Regions from separate parts of the Zea mays genome. Here all the other regions are linked to region 3. A link is a contact called in public Hi-C data. All regions are on one chromosome and are shown on one strand. The core of a region is the stretch at or near the end of the contact, and the rest is flanking DNA. Distances in the headings are between cores, read along the strand shown.

Region 1 (2,796 bases), core at 11-2,510, 190 kb before region 3:
ACGAAAGAGGAATGACACTCTAGAATCGATTATTCTTCACCTCACTTTCCCATATACTGATAGACACACCCAACAAAACCCACACCCCACCAACCTTGTTTCTCCTTCCCTTACAAGTGGATCAGCTCACTCGTCCCAAACCCTCCCCAATCTTGCTCATCCTACATGCATTCATAATCAATGTGCTAGCTTCACACGATAGCCCCCATGACACCTCTCTCTCTCTCTGTCCAAACTCACTCTTCTCACCCTTTGACCCTTGCCATTGCACACACCCTCACCTGATGCCTCACTCTTGTATGTCATGCCGACATTGCATGTCCATCGTTTAGTCACCCATCACAATATCACATGTCAATATCTAGTCACCCATCCTTTAGTCACCCATCACATGCCTCATTCTTGATGGAAGTCCCAATCACATTGTTTATTTCCCTCTCCATGCATGTGTTGTGCCTAGCTATATGTGAATGAGAAGAACATGAGCTCCTTACAAGAATAGGTAATAAGAAGAGAAAATCCCTTCAATGCCATCCAAACTTATACCAATCCCTTCAATGCCATCCAAACTTATACCAATCCCTTCAACACCATCAGAATTTATAGCTTCCCTTCAATGCCATCAAATTTAAATTTTAATCCCTTGAATGCCATTACCGTTAGTTTGGAGTTAACGCCGTTAGTTCAATTTAAAGTCAGTCTCTCCAATGCCATTAAAATCTATATTGATCCATCCAATGCCACTAGAAATTGGTTCGATATATTTGGGGTTTAAAAATTCCAAAATCAAAAAATATGGATCAAAATTTTAAAATTTCACGATTTTTAAAAACTTAAGTACATACTTTTTTATAAACCCCCAAAATTACTTTGCTATATCAGTTCGTTTTTAAAAAACTTAAGTATGGGCTGAAGTTTTTAAAAATCGTGGAATTTTAAAAATCTGATCCATATTTCTTGATTCTGAAATTTTTAAACCCCAAATAGGTCGAAACAATTTCTAGTGGCATTGAAGGGACCAGTATAGATTTTAGTGGCATTGGAGAGATTGACTTTAAATTGAACTAACGGAAATGACATTCAAAAGATTAAAATTTAAATTTGATGACATTGAAGGAAAGCTATAAATTTTAATAGCATTGAAGGGATTGATATAAATTTGGATGACATTGAACAGATTTTCTATAACCTCAATCACTGTCTTGAGCACGAGAGTGCAAAAGAGCGACCAGAAAAGCTGGCCGGTCGCTGGCAACAGCACGCATTCCTACTCTACTCCGGCACTGCACACTCACGAGCTGTGGATAGCTGATACTCTCCCCCGGCGCCAAGAAACCACGAAATCGCCCCCCACACACACCTTCCCTTCGGTCCATCCCGATCTTACCAAGAATCCGAGATCCGCCTGCGACAGCTAGCGGTCCTATCTTGATCCGATGGTGTCACCGGCGCCGGGATGTAGGGATTCGGGGGAGGATGGCGGCAAGGCGGAGTGGCTGATCTACGCCTTTGTCGCGCGCGGCATCGCGGTGCTGGCGGAGTACACGGAATTCACCGGCAACTTCCCCGCCATCGCCGCACAGTGCCTGCAGCGTCTACCCGCCGGGTCGTCCTCCGCCAGCACCGGGCCTGACGGCCGCGGCGGCGCGCCGGTACGGTTCAGCTATGCATGCGACGGGCACACATTCAACTTCCTCCTGCACCGAGGCTACGGTGAGATACGAAGCGATCAATCAATGCCTTTTAAGTCTACTGCTTTTGTATCAGTAATGCTCTGGTAGAAGTAGGTAGCGCTATTGGGGAACCAAGGATTCTAATTGTGTTAAAAAAGACAGTGGCAAAGCTCCAATCTTGATTGCTGTAGGTAACCGACCTCGGAATCCTTCGTAATTTGATTTGCAAGATCACCCCCATAAAGGCATCACTAATCTTTATGGCAACAGACATACCAGACTAAATGGATAACAGCTCAACAGCAATGTTGGTTATCAGCCAAGAGCCTAAACTCCTTTGTCATGTGTTACCATGTCAGTCCTGAATTATGCATTGTTGTGGATCTTGAGGATCTGGCTACAAGCCTTCAACTTAACTGTTATAGATCACATGATGATGATAATATGTATATTCATGGTGATACCTTTGCTCTTTGAACATTTTGTAGCCTATTGTGTAGTTGCGAAGGAATCCGTTCCAAAGAATGTCTCAGTGGCATTTCTTGAGAGGTTAAAGGATGACTTCATGAAGAGATATGGTGGCGGTAAAGCTGATACAGCTCTTGCAAAAAGTCTAAATAAAGAATATGGGTATGTCTTTTAATAAGTGTTGCATAGAATGTTTTATTCTTTTTTTCTTCTTCTGAAAATTGAACTTCTCACCAATGCAGACCAGTTATAAAGCAGCACATTCAGTATGTTCTTGATCATTCACAGGAACTAGATAAAACGTTAAAAGTGCAGGCCCAAGTTTCAGAAGTTAAAAATATCATGTTAAACAACATAGAAAAGGTATGCCACAGCTCATTTTGTGCGAAAGCATTTGCTGTTGTGTTATTATTGGTTGATGTGTATAGGAGCACCTGAAACAACAGAGAACAGGGCCAGGGTTCCATGACTAATGTGTGCTATCCTTGGTTGATGATATAGCTGACACTGCCACATAGACCAAGTGATTGATAGAGCTCATGGACAGAAATTGGTTTTCATTGCTGAAAAAAACAGTATTGGAGTGTCACATTAATAGAGATAACTTCTTAATCGGATACATACAATCAAAGTATTGTTCATATAAGGCCTTGTT
Region 2 (2,941 bases), core at 78-2,577, 170 kb after region 3:
TATTGAGATGGCTTCCTTCTACTAAGACTGTTTTATAACCGGATCTCTTATTTTTACTCCAATATGCCTTATCTAATACTTAATTAATTTCTTATTGGGATCGGTTGATTGGGCCTGGGCCTACACCTTTTCGGTCATAATAGGCCCCACTCTACAGTTTTGTGAGGGGCTTCAACCAACTTGCAGGCCGGACGCACGACATTTTTTTACAGCCCTATAGCCACTATCGAAGGGGAGGGGAGAAGGAAGGGAAACAATGCATATAGTCTTAGTGTTAGAGCATCTCCAAGAGTTTTTTAGAAGTCTCTCCTAAATTAAGTTTTTTGGAAAAAACACAAAACGTGTCTCCAACAGTTCTCCTAAAACGCTCCTAACTTTTTCATAACCCTTAAAACTCTCTCATTTGCTACAAATGAGGGGGTTTTAGGCTCTCAGAAACAATCTGTCGTTTTAAGAGATCTGTTGGAGAAATGATTAAAATCTACCCCACTAATTTTTTAGATGCCCCTTAAACTGATTTTCAGAAGTCATTTTCTAGAGAGCTCTTGGAGATGCTCTTAGTTTGGGAACCCCATTTTGCTAAAGGATTTCCATTTTTCTAGGGAAATTAGTTCATTTTCCTTTGGAAAAATAAGGATTCCTTCAGAAAATGGAGTTCCCAAACTAGCCCTTAAGGTTACTCTAAACATAGGAATTTCAGGTGAACTGTAAGTGGTGTTTGGTTTCTAGTGACTAATTTTTAGTCTCTCTAAATTATTAAGGGTGTGTTTGGTTTGACTTTTGGCTTTGGCTTTTGCCTCCTAAAAGCCAAAAGTCAAACCAAAGGGCTGAATCTGAAAAGCAGCTTTTTCTAAAAGCCGACTTTCTTGTAGTGCAAAATTGAAAGCAACTCTGGACCTGCTTTTAGCAGCTTTCAGGTGGAACTGTGAAAATATATATGGAAGAATTTTTGGCGACTTTTAATGGTTTCCACCAAACGGTTTTTAGGTTTTAGCAGTTCACAGCCACAGTAGCTTTATTCATAGCTCACAGCCCACAGCAGCTTTTTTCACAGCCACAGCCCAACCAAACAGACCCTAAATACTGAAACTAAAACTTTATTTTCGTTTCTATATTTAGTAATTTAGGGATTAAAATAGAATAAAATATAGAGACTAAAATTTAGTCCAAATAACCCAAACACACTAAGAAAACATGCACAATATATATAAAAAGCACTTTCATTTCATAGGAAAAATGCCCTACATTCGAAAAAAAGGGTCTTGACTTGAACATTCATCACCGTGGAGCCGGTTAAACATGCAAGCATGACAGCTGCTCGCACCTCGCGGCGCATGCAGTCCCTGCAGCATCCATCGGCGGAGCGCAAACGCCGACGATCCGCGTGCGTACATCGGTACATGCGCCTTTACGAGCCGAGCACGCACGAAGGGCACGCTATGCCGAGTGACGTTAGCCCTCGTCCCCAACTGCGCGAACTCCCGCGACAACCGCGCATGTCCCCGTCAGCCCCGACAGCGCGTGCGGCTCGCGCTCCCGCCTCGGCGTCACGCGACGGCGGGGGGGCGCGCTGCTCTATACACGTTCCGCCACCGCCAGGCGCGGCCGCGGCAACTTGGCTATTTAGTTCGAGAATTCTCCAGGGGAGATGGAGCACGGAGTCCCTGAGATCGATCTTGCTCTCAGCGTCGGAGAGTTAGCTGCACACCCCCCGATCCCCGGCCACGCTCCGATCGTACGAGGCTAGCTGCTCCATCATCGCCCTCTTCTGGGACCCTGCCCCTGCCGTGAGTGGATCAATCCATGGACGCCGCGCAGGTGCCCGCGGCAGTGGTGGTCGACGTCGGGGCGCTCACCGGACCGATAGGGAGCGAGGCCCCCGCTGCGCCGAAGGTAAACGACGCGTCCGTCAGCTTCAGTGCATCGATACGTTCGTATCGGCAACACTGGTTGTTTTTCAATCCGCACATTGCGTAGTTCCGTGGCCAGCATTCAGCAAAACTGGGACGTGCGCTCCGCATGTTTGTGGAAATGCCTACGGCCATTGCACATAGTAGCAGAATTCCGATTGCAGGGTACATGAACATGTATGATGCTAAGGTTTAAAGGATGTACCTTTGCAACACCAACATGTATACCACTTGAAGTGTTACTTGGATAACTTTCATCCTTAGCATCTAGAATAACTAAGCGTACTAGAAACCTTTGTGAGTCTGTAAACTCATTTCCATTGTCACTTCCCATTTTCTTAATTTTCAACTCAAACTCACTTTCACTTCTCTTGATAAATTATTTGAAGATGTTTAAGACTTCACTTTTATCATTGGGATAGAATACCCATGTGAATGTTGAGGAGTCATCCATAATTATAAAACCATATGTGTATCCTCCTATGCTTGTGTAAGAGGTAGGTTCAAACAAATCCATGTGCAATAACTTCAATGGCCTACTAGTGCTCATCGTGCCCTTGTGATGGTATTTACTTTTCTCAGATTAAGTGTGCTTAATATTTGCCTGGTAGAGTTGGAATGATGAATTGCAAGCCTGTTACAACTATGCTTAGTACTTCTAAAAAGTTAAGAATTGGTAAGGTGAAATACTAGAGTCAGAGGATGCACCATGATACAAAAGCATTATTGGTGCTTTATGGTGTTTGACTTCGACACAACCCATTTGTGTTTTTCAGCCAATACGGCGTGTCAATTCTTGCATGCACCCACTACTGATCATTGGACTACAGTGAAGAGGATTCTCAGATATATCAGGTTCACTGTTGGATATAGTCTTAAAAGTGTGAAGTTTCTCTCCACGCTTGTGGTTGCCTTCTCTGATGTAGATTGTGTATGTGACTAAATGATAGACACCAGTTGCGAATCTAGCCGAAAATATTGTCGGGGTCATCAAGTGCAGCTTTGCTTTATGGTATAGATTTTCATGAACT
Region 3 (2,940 bases), core at 17-2,516:
ATCATGTATGCCACATGACTGAGTTATTCTCATGTGAAATTTTTCCAAAGGATGCACATAATCAGTAATGATAAAATACAATACCTGTAATTCCTTATTATACAATACCAAAAAATACATGATAAAATACCTGTATTGCAGATTAAACAGTACCAAAAAATACATGATAAAATACCTGTATTCCTGCGATTCATGACAATGAACTGGAATCTGGGTTGAGCATTCCTGCAATAAATATAAACTATTTGTTGGAAGAAAGTGAATGGCATCAACATGACCAGAAAACATGAACTGCTAAAATTTCGTCGCTCTTCAGGTCCACAACATTTCAGGTACCTTCAGAATAAGAGAGATATCTAGAACTGGAAGACAAACAAATAGAAATATTGGCACATGTCAATAGATCAATGCATGGATGTGCAATTGTTTCACTTGTAGAAAGTGAATTCTACATGTCTGAGCTTCCAATCATTTTTGGCAATTTCAGAAATCTTAAAGCTACCTGACAAGGTAATACATTGAACTCTGAAATTGACAAATATACAAATCCAGGTATGTATCTCTCAAAAGGCTGCAGAGCAGAACTAAACAAATCACTACAGTTGGTTTAAACCAACAAAGAACAAAAGCCCTGCTCTGAACATATTTTTGCCAGTAAATTAATCAGATTCTGCATTAAGTCTACTATGTCAAACAACCAATATGTTTATGATGCAAACTGTATTTTTTTCTATTTTTATGCAAACTCATCAGAAACAGACGAGACGAACCTCTTGACGACAAAGAGCGACCCCTCCACGTCCTTCCGGCTCTGCATAAAACATGCAACACGAGCACACAAATAAGGTCCAACCAGCCAAATTGTTCACACAGGAATCACAGGGTCAGGGTGAATCAGACAGGCGCGCAGGGGAACGCACCCACTGGTTGATGTCGGTGTCGAAGTCGTAGAGCGTGACGTGAGCCGCGGTGATGAGGATGTCCTCAACGGCGTGGTCGAGGCGCTGCAGCACGGTGAGATTGAGCGTCCGCGTGCCCTCGCCGTCCACCGCCAGGTTCGGCGTCACTTTCGCCCTCCCGCCGCCGCCGCCGTGGGACATGGCCGGCCGCCGCGGTTTAAGGAAGGAGGACCTAACAATCTGATGGCGGGCTGCCTAGGGTTTGGAGATTGGATCGAAGGGATTCGGGTGACGCAGTGGGCAGCGAGTCGAGAACAAGAGGACGAAGAAAATAAAGAAAAAGGAACTTTTCTTTGGTTTCTCCTGCGATCGTGTCATTTTTTCTGTTGCATTTTCTTTTCAGTTGCGGGAAAAGGGATGGCCAGTCCGGGGTGGAATGTTGGCGGCACGCACGTGGCACGCTCACGTGCCCGAGCTTGAGATTAAAAGGGTAAAACAATTGCATGATTATCACCAGGTTCACAAACTAAAAAATTGCATATTTAAGATTCTGACGACATCTTCTAAATTTCAACCCTAAATAATATTCTCAGTTTATTACAATATACTTAAAAAATCTCATTCTTTATATCTTCATCATCTTTAATATTGTTCTCTAAATTTCATCTTTTATATCTTATTCATTATATTTTTCGTACCATATTAATAGAAATTTTCAAAAACGTATTTATTTGACAAAATATTTGAGTCATATGTAGATTGCAAAATATTTTTTTACATTCTTATTATTAAATATTCTCTCCTTTCCAAAATATAAGTCACCAAGATTCTTGAATAGTCAAAGTTTAAAAATTTTGATAAAAAATAACAAAAATCATAAAGATTTATGACACAGAATAGATATAGTATTAAAATATATTTAATAGAGAATCTAATGGTATATATTTGAATTCTTAAATATTATTACTTCATTGTATAAATTTAGTTAAACTTAAAATATTGACTTTCCAAGAATCTTAAAATGGCTTATATTTTAGGACAGGGGAGTATGTTTTATAAAACAACGCTTCACATAATGAGGAAATATGGTTTTTTATAAACGTATTTTTTATGTTCCTGTGGATGTGTGGGCTTCCGCGGGGATTCGTGTGGACCTCTTTCGGTAAACATAGACAACAGCAAACAAACTTGAACAAAAGCTCCCCTTCACTTTGGCTACTACAAACATAGACAACAACACAAGAGGTCGGATAACAACTCTTAAACTCCGACGGCAGATTGCAGAACCAGCTTCACAATATAGACTCCATCTTTTAGGCTCCAAACCATCCAGAGTTATCAATGCCACTTCTTGACCATGTATTTGCTTCCTAGCTGCTGGTGAAAGTGTGGCGCCAACCCTTTCGGTAACTCTGCTACAAGTTCCAGCATCTCCTTATTGTCCAGTTTGAAGACCTGCCAGCACAAAAAAAGGATTGAACAAGTAGAAACTAAAGTAATATTTAAGGAACAAAATGTTGAATTAAGTGTGGCAACATTATTTATATAGAATTTAGAATGCCACTAAATGTGAGTGTGGACCTTTACTAAGCAAACTGATGCTAAGGTTTTCACAGCCACATTTATGTGTTTTTTTTATCAAATTCTCGCCAGGTTTGTTCATGCCGGGGCAGTAGCTCCTCCTGCTGATGCTGGTGAAACCGTGCAAGTTTGTGAATCGTCTCGCTGCAATTGTGCGTACACTTAGCTGATATATCTTTCTTTTTTTCTATTATAGCAAGCTCTTTTCAAGATTTAGAAACAGTACAAAATGAAACAGTGCATGTGGATATAATACACGCTTTCTTTCTTTTTATTCAAAATTGAATAAGAAAAGGGTTCTAACACCTCCAATCCTCTCTCTCTGAATTTATAACTCCTAAACTAGCCCGGAGTGAAGCAGGCACACATCATTGATCTGCTCCCCGACGTGCCTTGAGGCCTCTGCCAGGCTGTCGGCTTGCATTTCGATCGGTGATATATAGTGTGTCCTCAACTTTAT

What was found. Hi-C and Micro-C count contacts between places; a contact is called where the count stands out from the background.
Region 1: a contact with region 3 is called in a Hi-C map of leaf, with 7 times the contacts expected there. The contact joins the promoter of LOC100193599 here to the promoter of LOC100216708 in region 3. A contact is called at or near these places in 2 of 25 Hi-C or Micro-C datasets (ear and leaf).
Region 2: a contact with region 3 is called in a Hi-C map of tassel, with 2.1 times the contacts expected there. The contact joins the promoter of LOC103647319 here to the promoter of LOC100216708 in region 3. A contact is called at or near these places in 4 of 25 Hi-C or Micro-C datasets (ear, endosperm, leaf and 1 more).

Annotation. Positions count from the first base shown.
Region 1 is chr2:174,886,378-174,889,173 of Zm-B73-REFERENCE-NAM-5.0, forward strand. It overlaps LOC100193599 (vesicle-associated membrane protein 724), which reads left to right and starts at 1,261. Exons shown (of 5, transcript NM_001138702.2): 1 at 1,261-1,713; 2 at 2,162-2,303; 3 at 2,384-2,504. The coding sequence starts at 1,437.
Region 2 is chr2:175,252,928-175,255,868 of Zm-B73-REFERENCE-NAM-5.0, forward strand. It overlaps LOC103647319 (metal transporter Nramp1), which reads left to right and starts at 1,328. Exons shown (of 13, transcript XM_008671862.4): 1 at 1,328-1,893. The coding sequence starts at 1,804.
Region 3 is chr2:175,080,285-175,083,224 of Zm-B73-REFERENCE-NAM-5.0, forward strand. LOC100216708 reads right to left here and starts at 1,267. Exons shown (of 8, transcript NM_001143113.1): 1 at 921-1,267; 2 at 771-811; 3 at 176-225. The coding sequence starts at 1,100.